Regions from separate parts of the Sus scrofa genome. Here regions 1 and 3 are each linked to region 2. The links are chromatin contacts, called in public HiChIP or PLAC-seq maps. All regions are on one chromosome and are shown on one strand. The core of a region is the stretch at or near the end of the contact, and the rest is flanking DNA. Distances in the headings are between cores, read along the strand shown.

What was found. HiChIP or PLAC-seq counts read pairs in DNA pulled down with a chosen protein or histone mark.
Region 1: an H3K27ac HiChIP or PLAC-seq map of skeletal muscle shows a contact between it and region 2. The contact joins two enhancer-like sites. A contact is called at or near these places in 3 of 47 Hi-C or Micro-C datasets (embryonic fibroblasts and heart right ventricle) and 1 of 2 datasets of contacts at active chromatin or transcription factors (skeletal muscle).
Region 3: a contact with region 2 is called in an H3K27ac HiChIP or PLAC-seq map of skeletal muscle. The contact joins two enhancer-like sites. A contact is called at or near these places in 2 of 2 datasets of contacts at active chromatin or transcription factors (alveolar macrophages and skeletal muscle).

The regions. Positions count from the first base shown.
Region 1 is chr15:110,218,509-110,221,607 of Sscrofa11.1, forward strand. No RefSeq gene overlaps it. Among named protein-coding and RNA genes, the nearest start is that of CPO, 55 kb to the left of the region's middle. Within about 2 kb of position 1,658, at least 5 of the 83 cell types and tissues checked have an H3K27ac peak or open chromatin away from gene starts, as enhancers often do. A contact at or near this core is called in skeletal muscle, where this site is marked.
Region 2 is chr15:110,356,305-110,359,347 of Sscrofa11.1, forward strand. All of the region lies in intron 1 of KLF7 (Kruppel like factor 7), which reads right to left. Among named protein-coding and RNA genes, the nearest start is that of KLF7, 21 kb to the right of the region's middle. Within about 2 kb of position 1,742, at least 19 of the 83 cell types and tissues checked have an H3K27ac peak or open chromatin away from gene starts, as enhancers often do. A contact at or near this core is called in skeletal muscle, where this site is marked.
Region 3 is chr15:110,535,982-110,539,034 of Sscrofa11.1, forward strand. No RefSeq gene overlaps it. Among named protein-coding and RNA genes, the nearest start is that of KLF7, 160 kb to the left of the region's middle. Within about 2 kb of position 1,575, at least 38 of the 83 cell types and tissues checked have an H3K27ac peak or open chromatin away from gene starts, as enhancers often do. A contact at or near this core is called in skeletal muscle, where this site is marked.

The DNA.
Region 1 (3,099 bases), core at 408-2,907, 140 kb before region 2:
AGTTAGCTCTATTTTTAATAACTTGGTATTTTGGCTCTTGATTGAATCATCACTGTTCTTCCCCTGCCAGCTCCTTCTTTGCATATACAGGGCTCTCCCTCTGCTCCTGCAGCCAGAAGATGGAGCCGAGTCCCCTTCGGAGCCGACCCTTCAGTCCTGCGGAGCAGAGGCACTGTTTGTTGATACTGTGCAGAGAGCACCACACTGGGGAGCCACAAGGCCTGGGTGCTGGCTTCTACTGTGCCAGGGAGCTGGCTTCTACTGTTCCTTAGTAGCCAGGGAGTCAGTCCTCATCTCTGAACCTCAGTTTCCCGGTCTGTAAAATAAGAGGTCTGGAGAGAAATATCTCCCTGGGGCCTTCCCAATATCACGTTTCATGACTCTGCATGAGAAGAATGCAGGATTTGCCCTCAGGATTTACCTGGTTTCCTCAGCCAAGGCTTTCTAGACCTTTTGGCCCTGAGAACGCTAAAAGATGTTTTCTTTATCCCTCTGTCCCCGCTGCTTTCTGAGCCATGAGGTCAATGCAAGGGGATGAGCTGTAAAGTCAGTGTGGAGCGTGATGGGTGGAATTCACTTCCTACGTGATTTGCACATTTCATTGTGACCTTTTGTGGTTCGCTCTGGAGTTTTGCTGACTTCTACACAAAAGAGGCATGCACTTTAAGGGGTTCCTTTTGCACAGTGAGTACTTGAATATAACGCTAGGTATGAAAGACCCCTCTGGATTGTGCAAACCAGGGGCTTGCTAGAGTGGTGGGTGGGGAATCTGCACTGCAGGAGGGGCTTGGGTGCACTTGCTGGTAACCACTACACACGGGGGGTCAAAGGGCACAACCTGGTGGGCACCTGGTTCAGAGGTTTCACTTTCAATTCAGAGATTTCAAATTCCAGCATCCCCACTTACTTGCCATTTGATCTCAGGCAAGGTATTTAAAACCTCTCTGTGCCTCACTTTCTCATCTGCAGGAAGAAGAGAACATTCCTTCCTACCTCACGAGATTGTTGTTGAAGATAAAATTTCATCTTTCATAGAAAATGCTTAGCAGAGTTCCTAGTACACAGTAAGTATCCAAAACAAGTTGGTTAATATGATTATCCCTCAAAACACATACACACAATAAATTCAAGAAAAACGATGTTTTGATTATAAAACACAAAGACCATTTCCCTATTGCATAAGCAAAACAATTATGGTTTTTCATTTCTTTGAGTTTCAAGCAAAACTATGGGTATAAAATTCAGAGCAGGGCCAAATTGAATTTCCAGGAAAGTAATATCTGAGAAGCTTTTAAGCAAGAGAGAGGTTTGCTGGCTGAAAGGCATAAACACATCTTAATCTTGGAATCAGAATGGGTGCAGACAGTATGGCTGGCCCCTGACCGCTTATTGATGAACTTCCACCTGCATGAAGACCAGGGTACACTGGCCAAATTGAACGTCACTCCATGCTTCTGCTCCCTGTCCCTTTATTTCTTTTCTCTAATGGGAGATTTACATCCCCAGAAGGAGCTTGGGAAAACTGGGTGATTCATGGAATAAAGATTTCATGGAGAATGTGGCAGTGATGGGGGTGGATCACACTGGATATCGTGGGCACGCTACTTATGTGTAAGATTATCTGCCCACATGCCAGGATCACATATATAAATAGCTACAGGGATCAGGCAGACAACATAACTGAGTGAAATGGTACTGGCTGGAGACAAAAACACATATCCTCTCCAGAGAAGGCAAGCACGACTCTGTGCCAAGCTATTGTTGCTCTGCTCATTTAGTGCTTCCAGATCTATTTTATTTTATTTTACTTTATTGGCCACACCATGAGGAAGTTCCCTGACCTGGGGTCCAACCCATGCCACAGCAGTGACAACGCTGGATTCTTAACCCGCTGAGCCACCCCAGATCTTCATTTTTATTTTTATTTTTATTTTTTGGTCTTTTGAGGGCCACACTGCAGCATTTGGAGTTTAGGCTAGGGGTCAAATCGGAGCTGTAGCTGCTGGCCTATACCACAGCCACAGCAACGCGGGATCTGAGCCGCGTCTGCAACCTACACCACAGCTCACGGCAACGCCGGATCCTTAACCCACTGAGAGAGGCCAGGGATTGAACCCACAACCTCATGGCTCCTAGTCGGATTTGTTTCCGCTGCACCACAACAGGAACTCCATAGATCTTCATTTTTAAAAAGAAGTAGAAACAGTGGATTTTTATGTTAGTCTTCTAAAATTTTTCATTACTGGCAATTAATGAAAATATTTAAAAGGCCATCAGAAACAAGGGCTTAGCCACACTGGAATACCCAGTGGTAATCAGAGCTCAGAATCTGCAGATGGTGGGTGTATATGTGTGTGTATGAGGGAAGGGGCCAGTGAGAAAGACTTCAGTTGCTACTGCATTGTTTCCATCAGACACATTTGTAGTTAGTCATAAAATCTTTTCTTTCTTTCTTTTTTTTTTTTTTTTTTTGGTCTTTTTGTCTTTTCTAGGGCCGCTTCCTTGGCATATGGAGGTTCCCAGGCTAGGGGTCTAATTGGAGCTGTAGCCGCCAACTTATGCCAGAGCCACAGCAACACCAGATCCAAGCCACGTCTGTGACCTACACCACAGCTCAAGGCAACACCAGATCCTTAACCCACTGAGCGAGGCCAGAGATCAAACCTGCAACCTCATGGTTCCTAGTCGGATTCGTTAACCACTAAGCCACGATGGCAGCTCCATAAAATCTTCACTTAAGGCTATAAACAACTTTCAAACTTCTGCTCCCAACTATAATGGATTAATTGGTACCAGATTTGCCCTCCCACCATAAACAAGTATTAAGATGGTCAACATATATGAAGTATCTGGTTTTTTTTTTAATTTTATTTTTTGTCTTTTTAGGGCTGCACCTGTGGCATATGGAGATTCCCAGGCTAGGGGTCGAATGGGAGCTGTAGCCACCGGCCTACACCACAGCCACAGCAACACCAGATCCAAGCCACATCTGTGAGCTACATCACAGCTCAGGGCAATGCCAAATCCTTAACCCACTGATCAAGGCCAGGGATTGAACCTGCGTCCTCATGGATACTAGTCAGATTCTTTTCCTCTGAG
Region 2 (3,043 bases), core at 492-2,991:
CAGGAGGCTAATAAACAGTAATGAAAAGAATACGACAGTAGGGACGGGTGGGCACTGTGGTAAACACTTCTCACAGAGTTTTCCTATGAAATACCTTATCTGAGGAGAGCTGGAGGAAATCACAAAGGAGCAGCACTTTCATTTATCCTCTGCTTAGCTACTCTTGCCCGGCACCACGCAGCTGGAAGCCCTGTGCTCAGGAAGAATCTTGACGCAAGAAAGGGAAAGCTACAGAGATGTTACCATGAAATGTCAAGCAGGAGAGGGTATGTGCTGACCAATCTACAAGTGCCTGGAGAGGTCTAACACCAAGTTTTAAACTTCCCTTGGGTTAAACATAGTGCTTGGTATCATCAGCAGCTGCTCAATAAATCTTAAATGAATTTCTTAAAAAATCTTGAGTAGGAGCCACTATTACTTATCATGGGCTCTTCTCAGGGGTGACTGGATCAGACTGGTAGCCTTTGTCTAGCAGAATAATGGCCAAGGAGAAAAACTCTGCGAGGATACGCAGGTTACACCCCACTTGAACTCTGCTGGCCTTTCAGGGGCAGGTGTCGTGTCTTGTACTTCTTTTAAGTTAATTTAACAATTATTGCCTGAACCTCTACTTTATATCAGACACTGTGCTAGAGATTTCAGGGAAACCAAGGGCTCAATACCTGCCTACAAGATGCCCAGGGTATAGTAGGGACAAAAAGGGATAGAAACAGATGCAATTAAAGAGAACAGGGTATAAGTGTGACTAACAACTTGGGCACGCAAGATGTTATGGCAACACGGCAAATAGACCAACTCACTCTCTTAGAAGGTCAGTGAGGCCATGTGAAGAAGTCGCATATGAGCTGGACCTTGAAAAATGAGTAAGCTTTTGACAAGCAGAGAAAGGGAACAATGACATTCTAGAAAGACATATAACATGAGCAATGATGTAGATACATGCAAACCCCATTGTGTGCTTGGAAAAGGATGGGCAGTAGGGGATCTGATATATTGGGTATCTATAATGTGGCAGCAAAAATGCATCCCCAGGGCTTAGAAAGTGCCAAACATTTTTTTGGCTGACAATGATATTGCTTAGCTTTACCAGTGTACGTACTAAACAGCAGTTGGCTATTTCTCTAGATCCTCAGTGATAAGTCAGGGAAAGATTAAGAGCTCAGAAGATACTAGGGAGGATCAATAGTCCTATTAATGCTACCAAGTAACATTCCTGAACCCAAATGTTTCACAAAACCATCTGAAGCATTTTCCATTTCAAATTTATACACACATAATTATAATTTAAGACACATAACACATAAAATGAGAACAGAAACACATAAGGCACATAAAATGAGAAGACAGAAATCTTAGCTAAAAAATAATGCTACTGGATCAAGCACAGACTTAAATTCAGCCCTAAGTTTCCTGGTAGCCAAGGCAAAAAGATCAACAGAACTAAGAAATTCCCATTATCAAATAAAAGAAGCATCAGTTTCTCAGATATCAGCTGACCTATGTATGCCAAGTTTAAAGTAAGAGGGGGAAGAAAACAAGAAAATTTGGAAGAAAAGAAGAAAAAACAAGAGGAAGAAAATAGATCATTAAAAAATATATATCTTCTTTAAAAAAAACTGATAAATTCTTCATTAAAAACCATCAAAAGTTTTGTTGGTGAGGGGACCAAAGCTTCAGCGCCTGAGTATGTTTTTCTCCTTTGTATCCCCTTTCTGTTGCTGTTTTTCTGGCTTTCTAAGCAAAGAGGAAACCTCACCCATTCCTGTAGACATGCATTTATGACCACACTCTCCTGGCCAATAACCCTCAGCAGCTCCTTTTGGCACTTCTCAAGGGTGGAGTGTCAAGCAACTGGATCTGGTTGTGAAGCTGCTGCTGCTACCACTCAGGTTGAACGTTGGCAAGTTCAGTGAAGGCTCCAGGGCAGAGCTAACTCATTAAGGACAAAATGTGCAGGCACATTTGACCTTTGGAAATCCAGCTCTGGTTGGAAGCTTCCAGATTCAAAACAAAAGCTCCAGGGCTGGAAAGAGAGCTGGAGGAAGCTCACTGCAAGCATGGACCCATCCCCCACACATTCCCCTGTGACTGAGAGGCTCACAAAATCAATAGAACAGCATTATTAACTCTGCAATATCATAAGAGAAGGCTTCACTCTCTGTCTTGGTGGGGAAGGAAGACGGTAGGGAAGCAGGCTGGCTCCTAGGGAAAGGATGCTTCATTAAAGTCTTAACTCTCGGGAGGCAAATGCGCGTGAGCTCAACATATGAACCCAGTGTTGATACAGCACCCCTCCAAACACACACACACCTAAAAATCTTGCCCTTGGTCAAGGAGTTGTCATAGTGGAAGAAAGTACAGCTAAACCCAGCAAGGTCTGAATGACAAAGAGTAATTGTTTGCTGCAGACTTCCAAAAAGTCATGCCAGGGGCTGACCCAAGGCAGCAGTTTCAAAAACATCACACGAATGTGGGAGGCTTTCATCCCGAGTCACATAGATGCTAATTTTCCCCTTGTTTTCCTGGGTCACCTACAAGTACCAAAACGAACATTTTCAAGTGTTTTTCACTGGAAGAAAATACAGAGGTTTTGTTCTGCTTGCATGGAAATGAAACCACCAATCCTATCCTTGAGTTCTTTCTGCTTTGCTTAGGACTCCCAACCAGCTGGGTCATTCCTTCCCTCTCATAGGTCACATGACCCAATTCAACTGCCTCTATCACCAAGTCACTGTCACCCACAAATCTCATGCCCACCCGATGAACAGGGCTCCTTTTATTTTTCTCCTCATATGAAGATATACTTTGGTTTCTCCTATATCCTCCACTGTCCCTCAGCAATGCCAGTAACTGTCACTGCAAGGCTGAAAATTGGCAGATGTTAGAGGTAAACAAAGTAAGTCTTCAGATACATCTTAATCCCCAAATCCTTCCTCTAATCATGCTTATCAGGCAAAACTCTCATCTCTGTAATGTCGCTGTTGTCTTCAGCATCTGAGTCTGGCATTTGATTCTAGGTTGAAGGTTAAGCATCCCCTGTTGC
Region 3 (3,053 bases), core at 325-2,824, 180 kb after region 2:
AATTCTGGTCACCAATTCCAATATATGGAGGTTTTTCCCACACCACTCAGTAATTCTCTCAAACCAGCTGGCATTCTAGAATTCAACTCAATTCTGACCCTATGTACCTGGAGATAGTGTTGTCTATCTATAGTGTTGTCACAGGTGAGGGGCTCCCACCCCCAGCTTCAGACACCAATCTAAGTCCAAGTTGTCACCTGAACTTCCAACTGACATGCAATCGATTGGCAGTTCCAATGACCCCCTCTTTCACTTTGATGAATTTGCTAGAGTGGTTCACAGAACTCGGAGGAAGATTTTACTTACTTAGATTACCAGTTTGTTATAAAAGGCTATAACTCAGAAACAGCCAGATGGAAGTGATGCACAGGGCAAGGTATGAGGAAAGGGTGCGGAATTCCATGGCTTCCATAACCACAACTCCTTGAATCTCCGGGCATCCCATTCCCATCTTTTGAGGGTTTTACGGTGGCATTATTACATAGACGTGAGTAATTAAGTCGTTAGCCATTGGTGATTGAACTTAATCTCCAGCTCTTTTCCCCTCCATGGAGGTGGGGAGTCAGGAGAGAGGGGCTGAAAGTTCTAACCCTCTAAACACACAGTTAATTCCACTGGCAACCAGATTCCATCCTTAGGTGTGGTTCAAAAGTCACCTCACTAATAGAACAAAGTCACCTCTAAAAGGTATGTATGTGTGTGTGTGTGTGTGTGTGTATGACTGGGTCACTATTCTATACAGAATAAATTGGCACAGCATTGTAAATCAACCTTTAATTTAAGAAAAAAAAATTTTTAAAGGCACCTTTATCATTCCCATTGGCTAGAAAATCTAAGGGTTTTATAAAGGAGTTCTGTGTTTACATATGTACCTCTCACACATATGCACACACATAGAGACACACACAAACACATATGCAGATTTTTATGCTGTTGAGATGGGAAAAGCCAAATAAACATTTTTTCCTCTGTTTTTTGACAATTTAGCAAGTATAAGGAAAATGATGTGGCACTAAATTGGGACAAAAGAATTGGAGAGACAGGATCACTAGTGGAGGAGGGTAGAAAATTCACAGAAAGATTTTTTTTTTTTTTTTTTTTTTTTGGCCACAGAATTCCTGCTAAAAGCAGCTAGGAAGCCCCACCACCTGACGTAAGTGAGACCTCCTGGTAATTTCCCTGTAAACTGCCCCCTTCCTCCACCTCGCCCCCAAGAACTTTTACCCTCAGAATCCGGAGGAAGCTGATCTAGGTAAATTCCCAAACACAGGGGGCTGCGTGGTTGATGACCTAAAACCAGATTGGGACAAATTTCCAGGCGGGTTTCCCCTTCCTGCTCTGACAGCCAGGAACGTGAGCTTCGCCAAGAAGAGGGGGAGACTGTGGCCAGGGATTCTTGCTGGTATTTTCCTTTGTCTCTCAGCTTCCTGGGTTTGACATGAAGGAATCTGAGGCTTTCTGTGACCACTCTTGTTGTCTGGGATTCTTTCCTCAAGAGGCGTTCATGAGTTTGTCAGGACTGCCAGGAAAGAGTGTGAGTCACGGCTTCTGAGCAGACAATATTCGGCTTTAGAAATTCCCAGAGATATGACTTGTTTATAGGAAAGGAAACAGAGCTATTCTGAGCTGCCAGGGGAAGAGGAAAGCACTGCTCATTTTTTCAAATGTGTGTTAGAAAGGTCATACAAGCGGCCAGAGTGCCAGTAAGAATCTGGTACAGACACTGATGTTAGCAGTTCATTTGTCCACATGTCGGAGGATATTTTGGGGCTTGGCATTTAAACTGCAAGCCTTCTGACATCTCAGTCCTAAGCCCAGAGGCTTGAGGGGGTATGAGCCGGTGGGGTGGGGGATACAATGAGGGGGGCTGTTTGCCTGGAGGGAGAAGGGCGTATGCACCTTCAGTTGGAGAGAGAAGCATACACACAAAGGCACCATCTGGGACAACCTTCTAACTTCACATTTCTCATTTCTCGAGCAGGCCATTGATTTTTCATTCCCATTGAAGGGGAGGTAAAATTTCCTCTATGCCCCTGTGATCTCCAGCTGATATTGACCAAAGACAGATTGACAGGAGAAAAGAATACATATTTTATTTTCATGTAAATGAAGGTCCTCACAAGACCCAAAGAAGTGACTAGATATAATATACGAGGTTGAACAAAGAGCAGCAGTTGTGGAAAAGTAACTCTAACACAAGGGGTGACTAAAGGAAGACGAGCTTGTCTAATAATGTCTGTTGGTATAGGTTTCGCTCAGCCTCAACAACCTGTCTCTGATGATAAGAATGTTCCTTTCTCCTGGTACAGGGAGGGCACCTTTTACAGGGGAATGTTATCTCCCACTTTTAGGAAGAAAAAGGAATGTCAGAGTGCCTTTCTTGCAATTGCTGTTTTTCAAGTGCCTTTCACGCAAAGTAATTAATATGCCAAAGCATCATATATTGAGGTGGCATGTTCTCGACTCCTTCACTTTATTCCACACTGCCTCTTCTAATGTCTTTTCTTCAGAGTAGTAACAACTGTGATGTCAACTGTCATTACCTTAAAAAAACTCTCCAAAGCCACCAACTTTAGAGAGTGTGCCCAAGGAGAGAAACTCAGGTGGCTGGCTTCAGCACTGGCCCACTTTCTTGTGTACTGAGTTTGGCTCTGATATGTACAAATTCATAAAGTCACCGTTTACACATTTGCCACTGTTAGCACAGCCAGTCAGCAGATCACAGAGATTGATTTCCAAGGAGGGAAAAAAATAATCCACTGAGTGTTCACTGATTCAACAATAATTAACCTATGTGATAATTTCATAAGACACTACATTTGATAAAATCAACACCTTTTCCTAATTACGAAAGTAATATTTAAATAGAAATAGGATGCCCTTCAAATGCGATAAAGGTGGGAGTTCCCGTCATGGCACAGTGGTTAACGAATCCAACTAGAAAGCATGAGGTTGTGGGTTCGATTCCTACCCTTGCTCAGTGGGTTAAGGATCCAGCGTTGCCATGAGCTGTGGTAGGCTGCAAACGCGGCTTGGATCCTGCATTGCTGTGG